2 separate regions of the Macaca mulatta genome follow, and region 1 is linked to region 2. A link is a contact called in public Hi-C data. All regions are on one chromosome and are shown on one strand. Each heading gives the region's core, a stretch centred on a gene start, on an enhancer-like site or on the middle of the called end of the contact. The rest is flanking DNA. Distances are from core to core; before and after follow the strand shown. Region 1 holds the start of MTAP (methylthioadenosine phosphorylase). Region 2 holds the start of CDKN2A (cyclin dependent kinase inhibitor 2A).

Evidence for each region. A called contact is a pair of places that touch in the nucleus more often than the background predicts.
Region 1: a contact with region 2 is called in a Hi-C map of blood, with 6 times the contacts expected there. The contact joins the promoter of MTAP here to the promoter of CDKN2A in region 2. A contact is called at or near these places in 2 of 14 Hi-C or Micro-C datasets (CD4 T cells and blood).

What each region holds. Positions count from the first base shown.
Region 1 is chr15:77,387,835-77,391,079 of T2T-MMU8v2.0, reverse strand. It overlaps MTAP (methylthioadenosine phosphorylase), which reads left to right and starts at 1,857. Exons shown (of 8, transcript NM_001261737.1): 1 at 1,857-1,924. The coding sequence starts at 1,892. It overlaps LOC106993734 (a long non-coding RNA gene), which reads right to left and starts at 1,772. Exons shown (of 4, transcript XR_003723249.2): 1 at 127-1,772.
Region 2 is chr15:77,220,295-77,223,448 of T2T-MMU8v2.0, reverse strand. It overlaps CDKN2A (cyclin dependent kinase inhibitor 2A), which reads right to left and starts at 1,740. Exons shown (of 3, transcript XM_077966006.1): 1 at 1,556-1,740.

The sequences.
Region 1 (3,245 bases), core at 608-3,107, 170 kb before region 2:
TGGTTGGAAAAATATCAAAAGTAGAATAATATTTTGTCACATGTAAGTGTATATGAAATTCAAACTTTAGAAGAATTTCCTCTTCACAGACATCACATCTTCAAGAGCAAATGCTTGAGCCCTTACCTGCAAGTTATAGTAGAAAAGTCCAGAAGTCCAGCCTGGTCCTCTCCAAGTTTCCAACTCCTATGCCTAGGGGTATTTTAAGCTTACAAGATCTAACTTGGTTACAGCGTCTAACTTTTAGCAGAGAGGCAGTGCTGAGTAGAAACTGGACTTGCTAATCATATCAAGTCACTTAAGTTGGCTAGAACCCCCTACTTAGGTAGCAGCCATAAAGTCCAGGGCATCCTTGTGTCCTCAATGGTTCACTTCTGAGTGGTGGGCTTCCTGCCCCTCAATAGAGCAATCAGCAGAAAGGCCCCTAGAAAGCTACATTGTCTTCATCCACGAAGGACTCCCTGTCTCCTGTTTCTCAAAGGAGCATCCGAATTCTACTTTCATTCCTCTTTTACCATTGCATTTTATAACTTAAAAGAAATAGATTATTGTAACAGAATAAAGAAAACTTTACATTGTGAGAAAATTTAGACCTAAAGCATATAGTAATAAGAGGACGAAAGTCTATACTGTTTAAGTAAACAGGTTCTATGAGGCTAACATCACACAGTGGTATTTTGAATTAAATTGTACTTGTGTTTCGTTTCCGTGTTTTGCTACTGTAAGAGGAAAGCATCCCCTTTCTCGGCCTGCCTCCCACCTCCAGGCTAATTTGCAGCATTTCTACATCTCAGAGTCCACCCTGAAGATCCTTGTCAACCATTGTTTTGTTGCAGAACGCTTAATCCATCAAGGAAGGTTAAATTGGATTATCCCAGTAGGGAAGGGATGGGGGCTTTGAGCATGAGGGATTCTCCCTGTAAAGGGCTGGTGGTGGTGGGGTGTGTGTGTGTGTGTGTGTGTGTGTGTGTGTCCTGCTAGTGTTGAATGATGGAGACCTTAGTCTGGATTCTGAATCCAGGTGTACTGGATAGCGCTCCGGCGTAGAAAGGGTTAAAGATGCCCCCAGTCGGGTAGAGCAGACTGGGAGTTGCGCACGGTCTCAAACGCCTTAAAGCCGCTCCTCACATTGAAGATAAGTAAATCATAGTTCGTAAATCAGAAAGATTATCCAGTAGTACGTTACTCTGTTTATTTCCCTTTCGTCATCCCTGAGTCTTGGGTCAAGTCCATCCCAGCTGTGTCCTCCAGGAATCAAGGCAAATACGCAAACCCCCCGTGGGTTCGCAGCCGTAGGAAGTGCAAACCACGCCCCCGCCACGGCAGCCGCCCCGCGTTAACTGCCTGAGAGAATCTCTGGCCGGCCAGTTCCGTCCTTGGTGAGGATTTTCCCTTGCGCGAGAACTTGTGGAACGCCGCCGGGCCAGAATGCTGAGGCCTCTGACGCCACGAATATCGGGCCAAGCAGGGAGTGCTGCTGTTCCTTACAGGGTTTTTGTGAATGTTAAGTAAGCCAATTAAAGTCCAAAACACGCAGTCTGGAACAATACAGCGCTCGATAAATTGTCTCCATTATTATCATTATCCGTTAGTTACAACTGGGGATTTAAAAAAAAAAAAAAAAAACCCGACAAAAACCCGGAGAACCGGAAAGGTCTGCAAAAGGGGCGGAACGCGGGAACTTCGATTTGGGGAAGGGGTGGCGGGGGAGATCCCACACAAGCAGCCAATCCAGCTGTCCCGGGGAGGAAGAGGAGGAGTCAAGGCCCGCCCCGGGTCTCCGCACTGCTCAGTCCCGCTCTGTGGGGTTGGCACGGTTGCAGCTCTTCGGTCCCTTTGGTTCTCTTAGTCCCGAGCGCTCGCCCACTGCAGCTTCCTTTCCCGTGCAGATATGGCCTCTGGCACCACCACCACCGCCGTGAAGGTGAGATGAGCCCTCCCAGCCGCAGCGGTTCGCCCTGCCGAGTGCCTTCTCGCCCCCGCCCCGGCGTACCGCGCCTCCCGGGGCCATACGCCCGGCCCGCGCGCCCCTGCCGCGGCGGGGAGGGACCGGGGCTGGGCACTCGGGACTCACTTGCCGCTCGAGGAGAGGGTACGCTTGCGAATGATCCCCTCCCCGATACACACACACATACACACACACACACACACACACACACCACCTTTTGGCTCATCTGCACCCGCTGCCCGTAGGGCGTAGGCACCCCTTTAGAGAGAGGTGTCGTGGATGGGAGAGGCTGCGCCCAGGCCGCCACCATTCCTGAGCACCACTGTTCTCCCGAGAAAGACACCCGGCTAGAGCCAGCAGGTGTCCGGGCGCCTGCAGCTTCTGTGACCATCTCCTAGTGCCTTGCGGGACTCCAGCTTCCGCTCTCTGACTCTGCTTGCTGCCTGTGGCCCACGTGGGAGAACTGCTTACTTGCTCTTTTGCATGCTTCCGGCTTCTTCCTCCGAACGTAGGCCTCCGTGCTGAAGTTTTCCCCAGCAGCGCAATGCTGTAGGGGTTCTGAGACTTTCTTCGAAAAGTACAGGCGTCCCTTTTTAGGGCTGCACCGTTTGGAGGCGTCTGGCTTCAAACTGCTTTGTTTTGCAGCCTTGCAAGTTAGAGTTCAATTTCCTTGTGCCCTAGGCCCTGAGAGGTCTCGATACAAGGAATCATTGTGCGGTGGGAAGCTTTGTGCTGGAGAGGGCACAAGTTCTGAGAGTAGCAGCTGGCTTCCCTGGGGTTTTAAATACTTCTCTCCTGGTTAGTATTCCGAGAGAGAATTACAGCACATAAAGAAAAATTGATGCTAAAACTTAAGACCTCTTCTAGGGAGTTTATTACTGGCTAAGAACGCAGTTAACTTGTTTGATTTTTAGAAATGTTTGACCTATGGGATAGGAAGGTCTGCGATCTTCTCCAGAGCATCTCGATACCCTACACTCGACTGCAGTTTTCCCGGGAGAAGGCGAATCTCTGCGGTCACTGTGTAATCAGCCAGATTAGTTTATTAAGCCCTTGCAGGTTTAAATGAGCCACTTAGAATGAGAGGAATGGTGAAGGGTGTTGCATCCAGACTTACATATGAAACTTATTTTGTCATTTTGAGAAGAATCTTGCATCCAGCAACTATTTATAAAAGGCCTCGCCCCTGCCTTCATGGTTTGGTGGAAACAAGGCAGAAATGGTTTTCATGAAACTCTTGTGAAGTATGTGACTACTCTTGGGTGCTCATCTATAAACTGAGAATTTTACTGCCGAA
Region 2 (3,154 bases), core at 491-2,990:
CCTCATTTTTAAACTGTGCTAACTGTAGTCTGAGATGACTAAAATATTATCAGTTGGGATTTTTCAGGAACAGTTCTGCATTTCTGTCGTTTGCTAAACATACGAGCAAAGTCCCGAGCAGTTTCAATCACTCAGGCCGCCGGACCTCTACCTCTAACTCACAAAGAAAGCCCATTTTCCTGTTGGCTGCAAAACTCCCCCCAGAAGCAAGTGCTGGCTCCTCGCAGCAGTAACTGATCCTACGATCCTTGTTAGCATTTCAGGAAGTCACTGCCTGCGTGGTCCTTCTCTCTCGGGTCCTCCACTCTCCTGGAAGGTGGGAGAAGGTGACCCCGCCGGCAGGTTGGGGAGAAAAAAGGCCGCCTCCAGAAAACTTCGATGGTTAGCAATAATTCCCCCCAAGGAGAAAGAAAGTGTGCTTGAAATACACCTTTCCTACTGTGTGTGTGTGTGTGTGTGTGTGTGTGTGTGTGTGTGTGTGTGTCTTAGTCATTCCTACCCAGGATATTCGGGAGTCACTGACTTCTGAGGTGGGTTTAGAAGCTCTGTTCGCCTCAGTTTCACACGATTGAGGGTGCTGTGTGAAGGGAGGTCCAGGTTCAGTGGTACTGCGAGAACCACATGTCTAAGTCGTTGTAACCCGAATGGAGAAGCCTCCACCGCCGGTTATCTCCTCCTCCTAGCCTAGGCTAGAGACGAATTATCTGTTTACGAAATCACACCAAACAAAACAAGTGTCGAATGCGCCCCGGACTTTGCGAGGGCCTTTCCTACCTGGTCTTCTAGGATGCGGCTGCTGCCCTAGACGCTGGCTCCTCAGTAGCATCAGCACGAGGGCCACAGCGGCGGGCGCCCCTGGCGCTGCCCACTCCCCCGCGAGCCGCGGGATGTGAACCACGAAAACCCTCACTCGCGGCGGGCCGCACGCGCGCCGAATCCGGAGGGTCACCAAGAACCTGCGCACCATGTTCTCGCCGCCTCCACTGCCGAGCTCGGCAGCCGCTGCGCCGCCCTTTGGCACCAGAGGTGAGCAGCGCCGCTCCTGCCCCCCTAACTGCAGACTGGGACCCACGCGCCGCCCCCTGCCCATCTCCGCCCTGCAGGCGCGCACCCGCCTTCCCTGAGCGCGCCCGCCCCCCACCTCCACCCCCACCCCCACCCCCGCCCCCACTTCCACCCGGACCTCCAAGATCTCGGAACGGCTCTGAGCCCTGCGCACGCGGGAAGGGCTGCAGGAGGCGCCGGTAGAGAGGCGCGCGCGCGGGCGGCTCGGGGCCCGCGTTCCTCTCCCTCCCGCCTACCGCCACTTTCCCGCCCTGTGTGCGCCCCCACCCCCACCACCATCTTCCCACCCTCAGCGCGGGCGCCCCGCGGTGACGGCCCAGGGGCCGGACGCCTGGAACGCAACTCCAGGCAGCTCGCCCCCTAGCTACATCCGTCACCTGACACGGCCCTACCAGGAACAGCCGCGCTCCCGCGGGTTCTGGTGCTGCTCGCGTCCCCGCTCCCCTATTCCCCTTGCTTTATTCCTAGCTCCCCTCGTCGAAAGTCTTACATTCTTCGAACTAGATTGTTTAAAAAAGCAAAAGGAAGAAAGGAAAGCGAGGTCATCTCATTGCTCTCTCCGCCAATCAGGAGGCTGAATGTCAGTTTTGAACTAAAAGCCGCTCCGCTCCTCTTCTAGATTGGGAAAACAAGCGAAATTAAACGAAACCGCTGCACGCCTCCGACGCGACATCTGGACACGGCGTGGCGCTGGCGCTGCGGGAGCTGCGGGCCCGGCCTGGCGCCGGACTAGGTAGGTGGAGTCGCACCCGGGGGTCCCAACTGGGTCCGGGCGCCCCTTCCCCTCCCAGCTGCTCCGTCGCCGAGGGCGCCGGACTGGGACAAGAACGGAGTCCTTTGTGTCTAGCCCATTTTTATTTTCGGTTTTAACCTTCATGACAGGCGCAGAGCATCAGAGCGCTTCTTCCTCTTTCCTCTTCCCCCCGCGCTCTCCTCCCCTGCGGGCCGCTCTCCTCCTGTCGCCGCGTCCTCGCGTAGAATGGTTGTCTTGGCCACCGTTGACTGCAGCCGCCTCCACGCTCTTTCAGGCGCCCAGACACCCCGACACCCCTTGATCCCGCCGCCTGACTCCTAGGCGTAAGCTCTCGCTCCTGTCTCCCCCTCCGTGTCCCCTCCTCCCCTTTTCTTCCACATCGCCGATCCTTTCTGGACTGTCTGTCTCCCTTCTTCCTTTCCAGCCGGGGCACAGGAAAAGCGGTCCTGTCTGGGAACAGTAAAAGCAGGGCAAGGAAAGGAAGGAGCGGCAGAAAGGAGGGGTGAGTCGAGGACACAGGGGTAGCCCGAGAATGCGGAGGAGCCGGGTCCTGAGCGCGGTCTAAGCGAGGCTCGGCTCTCGGCCAGGAACTCCGACGCGGGCTCGCAGGCTCTCCGCGCGCGGGAAGTCGAGCCCAGGACGCCGCCTTCAGGCCGGCGCGCTGACCCGGTGCCCCGACCCGGAGTCTGCGGTCTGCTTGGATCTGTCCTAAACCCGCGGCCTGAGTGGCTGGGTGTGTGCCAGAGGATACGGGACTAGGCCCAGCTCCCGGAACCTGGAAATGTGGCCAGCTTCTCAGTGGCTTCCTGTTCATGCGCTTGGGCCTAGTGGCCTAGTTGAAGAAGTGGAACCACAGCGTGAGCCGACAGGGCCTTACAGATCAGAAGTCAAGCCCCCCAACCTTACAGGGGAGGAAAGTGAGGCCTGCACTGGCGGAGCCACCCACTAAAGGCGGTGCGGTAGCCTAGAGGAGCGGCAGACTTCTCTTTCCCCATCCCCCGCCCCATCGCTTGACTTTGCTGCCGGACCTCTGTCCAAACCCAAGACAAAACGGGGCCGTTTGGATAAAGTGAGATTTAGTGATCACTCTTACGTGGCCACTCTAAATATCTATCTAGATATTTACAAATGCACCTCACCGGTAGGTAGAGTTCACTTAGAATTTACCCAACACCGTGCTTTGTGCTGGGGCCACATGCCACCTGTCTGTCTAGTATGACTGCTCTTTCTCCCTCTTCACAAATCTAGCTCTTTTTCCTTCAGGTCTCTTCTGAAGTAGCCCATCCTCAGAAATGCTTCCCTTTCCAGGCACCCTCATACCACCGTGATTTTTTC